Linked DNA regions of Rattus norvegicus: region 2 is linked to region 1. Evidence: chromatin contacts called from public Hi-C data. All regions are on one chromosome and are shown on one strand. The core of a region is the stretch at or near the end of the contact, and the rest is flanking DNA. Distances in the headings are between cores, read along the strand shown.

Region 1 (4,270 bases), core at 751-3,250:
GTGTGGATTTAAAAAAAAAAAAGAAAAAAAAAACTGAGCGTCTGTATGAGTCAGCTTGAGTTGTCTGCCTTCTTCTCAGCCACATGTCAGCCTGTTGGTCCTTCCTAGGCTGTGTGGTTCGCAGAGTTGGTCCTCGGAGGGCGTCCTATACAGATCACCCTGACGTGGGTCATGTGATCCAATCACCAGGCACATGATGTCCATTGATCCCTCCCAGGAAGCACTTGCTTCTATTTGGTTTTCTGAATTCTATTACTTAGTAACATTTATTTGAGAGGGAGGGAGGAGGATGGGAAGAGCCAGAGCCAGAGAGAGAGAGAGAGAGAGAGAGAGAGAGAGAGAGAGAGAGAGAGAGAGAGAGAGAGAGAGAGAGAGAGAGAGAGCGCACATGGAGTCACTGTGTGTAGGTGAAAGTTAAAGGATGACGGACTCTCTTGGGAGTCAGTTCTGTCCTGCTACCTTGTGGGATACAGCTCTCTTCGCTTACGGAGGAACCATCTTGGAGCTGAGGGCAGTTCTCAGGGGACAACTGGCTCAGTTGGTCTAGCCTTACACATCCCAGTGTCTGGGGCAGTAAGAGAAGAACTACTTCCTAGCAGAAATGCCCGGGGCTGTGCGCTCTCTTGTTGAACTACAGCCTGACCACAACAAGGACACTTGAGCAGGTACTTGAGAGGCTGTGCCTGTCACTCTCCCGAGGTCTTTGTGGGTAGCAGCCTTCTGGTCCATCTGAGGCTTCTCCAGCCTCACTGGAGAGGCTGCGCTTGTACCCAGAATGCATTGCTGTTGCTTCTTAGAATTTTCTTCCTCCGCTTCCCGATCCCCTGCTAAAGCCAGGTCAGGTGTCAAGTGTGCCCTGCGAGGGAGTAGCCCAAATCTCAAAAGACGTGTATCCTTCGGGTCACAGAGATAGCACTCTGGATAGTATGTGTCGGATGGGTTTGGAGGCCTAGCTTTGTTGCTGGTGAAATCTGTAGCAGTTGCAAGCCCAGGTGCCCAACCCACGGAGTAAGGGGTACCATGGTTAGTAAGGCCACGTGGGAGCTGCTGAAATTGTCACCTGTAAGCACCTCACATTCCTGGAGAGACTGCAGGGTTTGCTCCACCTGCAGGACTTGAAAGAGGCAGGGGTGGGCCTCCTTTGGGCCCTCCCATGCTCCTGTTTGGCCTGTCCTGTTGTAGCTGCTGTTCCAGAGGTGGCTTCAGCTTGTGCTCAGGAGCAGATGTCACCCATCCTGGTGGGTGGTTGATCTGGAATTGTTCTTCCGAATTTTTGCATATGGCCTGAGGCTCGGCCTACGGCCTGCTGGCAAGGTTGGCAATTCTCCCTCACTGATTATATACGCTCCAATGTTGCACACTGGCCTGCAGGACGGACCGACATCACCCTGCATGTCCACAGGACACACTGGATGTGCTGAGCACGAAGTAGCAGCTGGTTTAGGTCTTGCATGACATAGTATGGAAGAGAAACCCAACAAGCTCAAGGAAACGCCTTGGGTTCCGGCGGGGCGGAGCAGACACCAAGTCATCTTTCCTAAGGTGAAGGAAGTTGCCGCGCAAGCTCCTCGCCCGACCTACTGAGTCCTTCACAGAGTCTAAAAGCAGCGCGTTCCCATTTGGCTGCACTACTCTGGGCCACCCAGCTATAAAATCTGGGAGCTCCGAGTGGGGACTAGAACAAGAAGAGACTCTGCAACAGGTCCAGGCTGTCACACAAGCTGCTCTTCCACTTGGGCACGTGAGCCAGCCATTCTAACCACGCTGGCAGAGGCAGCGTCTCAGACTATCCGAAGCAATTGGCTCTCTCATGGAGTCGAGCAGAGCCGACCCTTACCATCTTCCTGCCATCTTGGGGACCTCCTCCTCAGGAGGAGAGGGTTTTGGATATATACCCAGTAGGGGGATTTCAGAATCATATGGCTGTCTGCTTTTAATTTTAAAGGAGCCTCCATACTGTGCCCTATAATAGCTGCACTCATTTACATTCCCACCGAGTGAGGTTTTCCTTGGCTCCCTAGCTGCTTCGTTTTTCCGTAGCCACCATTGTAACTGGAGTGAGTTGGTTTCTCCTTATGCTTTTGATTTGCATTCGTGCTGCTTGCGAGTGAGCGACCAGGGAGGCTTAGCATTTCATAGGCTTCTCCACCGATTTGGTCTTTTTTCTTCTTTTAAAGAACCAGTTTAGGTTTTTGCTGTTTTAAAACTATTGTGTGTGTTCATGTGTGTGTGTGTGTGTGTTGTGTGTGTGTGTGTTCATATGTGTGTGTGTTCATGTACCTGTGTGTGTTCATGTACCTGTGTGTGTGTTCATATGTGTGTGTGTGTTCATGTACATGTGTGTGTGTATTCATGTACCTGTGTGTGTTCATGTGTGTGTGTTCATGTACATGTGTGTGTGTATTCATGTACCTGTGTGTTCATGTGTGTGTTCATGTACATGTGTGTGTGTATTCATGTACCTGTGTGTGTTCATGTGTGTGTGTTCATGTACCTGTGTGTGTGTTCATGTACATGTGTGTGTGTGTGTGTGTGTGTGTGTGTGTGTGTGTGTGAACTCATGCACTTGAAGGTCAGAGGTTGGATGTCTTTTCCCCATCCCTGTCCTTACTACTGTGTTTGAGATAAGGTCTCTAACTGAACCCAGAATTTGTTGATGCCATGATGACTGGCCAGTGAGGTCCAGAAATCTGCCAGTCCTCACCACCCAGAGCTGGAATTGTAGCATGAACTACCAGGATTTGATGTGGGCGCTGGTATCTGAACTCAGGCCCGTACGTCTGTGTGGCAGGCCCTTTACTAACTGCCTTTAATCACCCTTTTTACCCCCTTAGATACTCCAGATGTCAGTCTCTTAGCAGATGTATAATGCATATCACACACACATACACACACACACACACACACACACACACACAGTGTTCTTCACTGTATTGGTTGTCTCTCTGCCTTTTAGTTTTCTGTAACCTTATTTGTCTGTTGTAGGGTTTTTGCCATACTTGGGGGGGGGGTCTTTCCTTGCTATCTGAGATAGTTTGGATGACCTGAATTCCTAAAACCTAAAACTTCCCTGGGAGCAGCAGCTATGCTAGCCCCATCCTGTGCTAGAGGTCAGGCCTCTGTGCCCGAGTCTGCTGTGATGTGTGTGTCACTTGACTGGCCAGACTTACAGCCTCCTTCACAGAGCCATGCCTGTATCAAGTCTCTCATTGTTGTCTGTGCTGGCTCTGGTCCTCTGACAGCTCTCAGCTGATAGCCTCGATCTAACCTTCTCGGAGGTGGGTGGGGTGTCTGCTTATTACTATTTGACCCAAAGACATTTCCCAGGTTGTCTCACAGGGAGGCCGCAGCGACTGCGGGGTCTTGTGGGGATCGGTGATGGTAGCATATTCCTGCGCATAGATGGCAATTGTGCCATGGCCACTGATCCTTGAATCTTAAATGTTCTGGGGTGGTGTCAGTCAGCTTTATCTGCATCACTTTGAACTTCTTCATTTTCTCTTTTTCCCTCCCTCTGTTCCTCCAAAAGGCAAGTGTGGTTTAGATCATGCTGAGGAGAACATTGTGTTTCAGGACTTCCACTGTCTTTATGATGTTTCTGGGCACAAGAGGTCCACAGAAGCAGAACAGCTACCCCCGTGCGCTGGGTCCCATCTTACCTGAACACGGAGTCCTCAGAAGAGCTGTGTTAGGAGGCTCCCCACCCACCTGTGGCCATGGGGGAAACGGTCCTGTGAAATCTTGTCTCATTAGCTAGCCTTTTACTTTACCCCTGGTAAATTATAACTATACTCTGGTTCTGCTTTTTGAGATGTTTTATGATAAAAGCAAATAACTAAACATTAAAGTGTGCTCCAAAATGATATTTGAAGGAAGACTCTTCAAATCCAAATCTCAAAAATGTTGCCTTGTGGAAGCAGAGTGTGCCTCGGAGAATTTACTACTAGTGTAACTTATTATTGTGTTTCTATCTAGTTGAAGTGGAAATCTAGTATGCAGCCTTGGAGTCTCTTTGTAGAGACACACATATACATACACATGTAATGTATGTACACACAGACACGTGCACATATACATGTGTACAAATATATGCACACATATATAAATTACACATACATGTCTACACACATGTTCACATGCACACATGTAGGCACACACGCGCGCACACACTCATGTCCATACACATTCACATATCCATATGGTACACACATATGCACATACACATGTGCATGCACATATATACATGCACACACAAGCACACAACTTGTGT
Region 2 (4,026 bases), core at 1,518-4,017, 110 kb after region 1:
TGTTTGCCTTTATGTATAAATGACAGACAAGTCAGTACCACCTTAAGATCAACACAGAGATGTTTCCTCAAGAGAGGATTTCCTTAGAGCTGCTCCTGGCACTTCTACTCCCTAAACCTTGGTGATTTGGTGCTAATTTTAAGTTGTACCCACTGCGTCCGGATGCCACTGCTTAGGGCCTTTTACCTGACTGGTGCGGTAGCCTGCGTTAGTTTTCATCAGCCCTAATCAGTTGGGCCACAGTCTCTGAAGGAAAAAAGCTAAGGAGACCAATGTCTAGTAAGGTAAGATGGAGTGGATCTCCGTACTCACCTGAATCAATGTCCAGATGAACTTGAATGCTTAGACTCTCTCCCTGTACAGGTTCTCCTTTGTTTATATCAATAGGAATGGTTCCTGAACACCTTACTGTGTCTGCAATCATGGAAACCAGTTACCTCGCTCATAAGCTGGCTAATAGAGCTCACTACTGGCTTCTACCTCCCTAACTCCTGCCCCTCATGGTGCTGAGGATCCAGCCAAGAATGGATGAAGGGCAGACTGTTTCTCTACCCTCTTGGATCTTAGGCCCCTAGGCAGGAGTTGTTGGCTGGTCTCTTACTGGTCAGAATGCTATCATGGCACCTTCCCAAAACTCTATGTCTAAAAGAAAGTTACAGAAGGTTGTGGGGGAGGCAGGAACCCATGGATATTTTCTGTGAGTCAGATACTTGGTTCAAATACAACTGATTTCTTTGGGATCTGATTGTGTGTGTGTATGTGTGTGTGTGTGTGTGTGTGTGTGTGTGTGTGTGTGTGTGTGTTTCCTTTCACTGAGGAGGGATCCTCTCTATGTTCTCAGGTCAGCTTCAGTCTTTTGTGGTTTTGGTATTTACTTTGAGCAGTTACTCTGAAGCACCATCATGCATGAAATGGTTGATTTGCTAGCTCCTCCTATGTGCCATATAATTCCACGAATAATCTGACACCCGTATTCAGCACGGGCAGGGAATTTTATAGGAAGAGATTGCCTTCCCATGACCAGAAAATCTAGTGCATGCTAGGAGCAGCTAGCTATCCTACCAGGGAGGTGAACCCGGGGCACCTTGCTCTGGCCTTGGTGCTGAACCCGGAACCTGCTCAGAAAGGCATCTATGGACAAGAGAAACTTTGCCATGTTGGAGGAGAGCCTGAGCAGGATCTAAGTGCCCTCTCGTGGATCACTCTTAGGGAGCTGGACCCAGCCGATACCCTAGGATACCCATAGGGCACACGGTGGGCATATCTTTGCCTGGAGCCAAGAAAGTTTTGTCCAACGGTTTTTCCTATCACTGGAGCTGCTATGTCCCCTCCCACCTGGGTCGCCATGGAGACTCAGCTCCTTCCTTCTCCAGGCAAAATGGGCGAAGCTTAGTTAGCTCAGCCCTGACTGTAGCAAGCCCACTTTCTCGGACATTGTCCTTCTCCATTTTTCTTTTCTCATCAAAAGAAAGGTAGCCAGGGCATAGTGCTTGCATGGAAGTGCATAGCTCTCAGTACCTGAGAGCTCACCAGGACCCCGGGACTTTGGAGAAAGCAGTTGGGAGCACACTGAAGCTATAATGGATTGCCAACTCCCAGACACTGGAGGGTTTCCTCCCCCCACCCCTGCCCTGCTTTGTGGGGAAAGTGGAGGTGGAGAAGGGATTCTTTGGAAAATTCTGCTGTTCCCTTTCCACTAAGCTCAGATTGTTTCTGTGACCTTTTCTATGAAGATCTGTTCTCCCCCACCCCAAGACTCTCTCCATATTGAACCCTGTATATATACCTGTGGATCCACCCAGGGCTTCACTGGGCTTGGGGAATAAGAATACCATTTCAGTTAAAAAAACTAACCCAAGCTTAATGTCTTGATGCAAGTGAACCCATACCCAGGAGAGAAGCTAAGTCGGTAGACTCACCTAGCCCACACTTGGTGTGACCCTGGTGTTTCCTGCTTTCAGTTAGTTTTACTTGTAGGGACATCTTAGTCCCTGTCTTCCATCAGCGGCGACACATCTCGGGTTTACTGATGAAGACCATGTGAAGTCCTCCCCTGTCTCACAGCTTTCGCCCTTCCGCTCACTTTTCCTCCTTCGCATCCTCTCCTCTTTATGCCCAAACAGAACAAGGCTACTGAACAGCTTTCCACCAAGACAATGGGCTTTCCCAACTCTCCCTGCCTACCCCGCCAGCCAGCCGCCCCTGCCTGCGGGATCATCTGTGTGTTTGATCTTCACTAGGGGTGCGGAGTGAGGTCCACAGTAGCTGACCCATTCTCTCGCGCCCAGGGCAGGCAGACCCCTCCTCCTGCCACCCACCCAGGCGAGTTTTTAAGCTGCTAATGAAAATCCTATGAGACACATTTCCTTTTGGTTATGTAACCAAAGGCAGCTTTTCCTGCCTCTGGTGGACTTCAGCATCATGTCTCCGCTGAGAAGGGAATGCAAACAGTCACAGTGGGGCTGGGGACCTGGGAGCCAGGACCTGAAGGCTCGCTCGGGGATCCTAGGACACGGAACATCTGGCTGGGATCCATGCCAGCTCCTCGCCTTGAACAACTCAACGCACTGCTTACCTTGTGGTGGACAGGGTAGGTTCACTTCATCCTCATCGCCTCTCTTGGAACGGAGCAAGATTCAGTAATTCACTCCACGGTGGATGGCAAGGGAAGAAAATACAAGAAGAGGAGGAAACAGACCAACTGGAAGCAGATGGTCCAATTTCACATCAGCCCCGGCAGGCTTTCGGGAGACTCCATTCTGCTGCTAGCGGTTGGTCCAGCTCCTGCTCCAGCTCCGGCTCGCCTGTTCCCGCGGATCCCCACCCTCGGCCCGCCCAACCTCTCCAGCCAGGTGCTGCCGTCTGGTGACTGGCTCCCTCTGGCTGGAGGGCTGGGCGCTGGGGCCACCGCGGGGCAGAGGAGTGCGCGTGTGGGCAGGGACGGAGGAGGGAGCCCTGCTGCGAGGAAACTGGGGGAAAGCCTTGAGTGGCAGGGGGAATAAATCCTCGTTTAGGAGCAAAGTGATAGATCTCGTAGGGAAACGTCATGAAAGCCGCAGATTCAACGAATGCTACTCGGTTCCAGCCCCACGGGCTGAGCCGCGCTGTCAGCGCATGAAGCGACGCGTCTCTGGATAAAAGCGGGCGCAGCGCCGCGCGCTGGAGAACCAAGGCGACACAGTGATCAGCGTCGCTGCGAGGCGGAGGGGCGGGGGGGGGGGAGCGGAAGAGATGGAGCCAGACCCTAGCCGCCCACCTTTCGCCCAGCCTCTTGTTCTTTTTAACCTGGAGTGAACTGGGGCGCTGAAACGGGGGCGCCACATCCCTCCAAAGTGAACCGAGAAGTAGGGGTTTCTATTGTTGGTGTGTGTGTGTGTGTGTGTGTGTGTGTGTGTGTGTGTGTGTGTGTGTGTGTGTAGTCTTTGACTCTTAGATGCCCAGGGACACCCCCCCCCCGCCCCATGTCACTTAATAAGTCCTAAACTTGAGGATCTGTTTATGCCTGCCTGTTATAGCTTCTCTTTTGGCTTTGACGAAATGTGAAGAGTGGGGTTTCTTCACTGCTTTCCACTGGCTGAAATCCCTCTGGAGATCATATGTGGTCAGCATAGCCCAGAGGGGCCTTAGCCAACAAGATGGGCCTAAGGGTGGGGGACTGCAACCCAGGGCTTTGATCGCACAGATCTAAGACCAGGTCTGGTGCTATGCTTAGTCCATCCTATCCACCGCTCCTGGGACCTAGTGCTAGCTCCCCCCCCCCACTTTAGTTAAGCTTTTGCGAGCAGGTGAGCTTTCTGAGTATAATCCCACTGCCTAAAACACACTCCTCGTGGACAGCCACCTACTTTGGGTTAACCTGCTCTGTATGGTTCTTTCAGGGGTGATCCCACAGTGAATCCCAGTTACAACTTGACGTTCCTTTGCGGACACTGCAAGCAGTAGTTCCTTTCCAAAGCCTTCTCACATCTAGCTCCCACCCAAGTGCAGACCCGTTTATGCATTTTTTAACCCAAGGAGAAATGGTTT

What was found. A called contact is a pair of places that touch in the nucleus more often than the background predicts.
Region 2: a Hi-C map of frontal cortex shows a contact between it and region 1, with 2.9 times the contacts expected there. The contact joins the promoter of Kcnj6 here to the enhancer-like site in region 1. A contact is called at or near these places in 2 of 12 Hi-C or Micro-C datasets (frontal cortex and prefrontal cortex).

What each region holds. Positions count from the first base shown.
Region 1 is chr11:47,665,536-47,669,805 of GRCr8, forward strand. All of the region lies in intron 2 of Kcnj6 (potassium inwardly-rectifying channel, subfamily J, member 6), which reads right to left. Among named protein-coding and RNA genes, the nearest start is that of Kcnj6, 110 kb to the right of the region's middle. Within about 2 kb of position 2,001, at least 3 of the 93 cell types and tissues checked have an H3K27ac peak or open chromatin away from gene starts, as enhancers often do.
Region 2 is chr11:47,775,581-47,779,606 of GRCr8, forward strand. It overlaps Kcnj6 (potassium inwardly-rectifying channel, subfamily J, member 6), which reads right to left and starts at 2,768. Exons shown (of 4, transcript NM_013192.3): 1 at 2,576-2,768.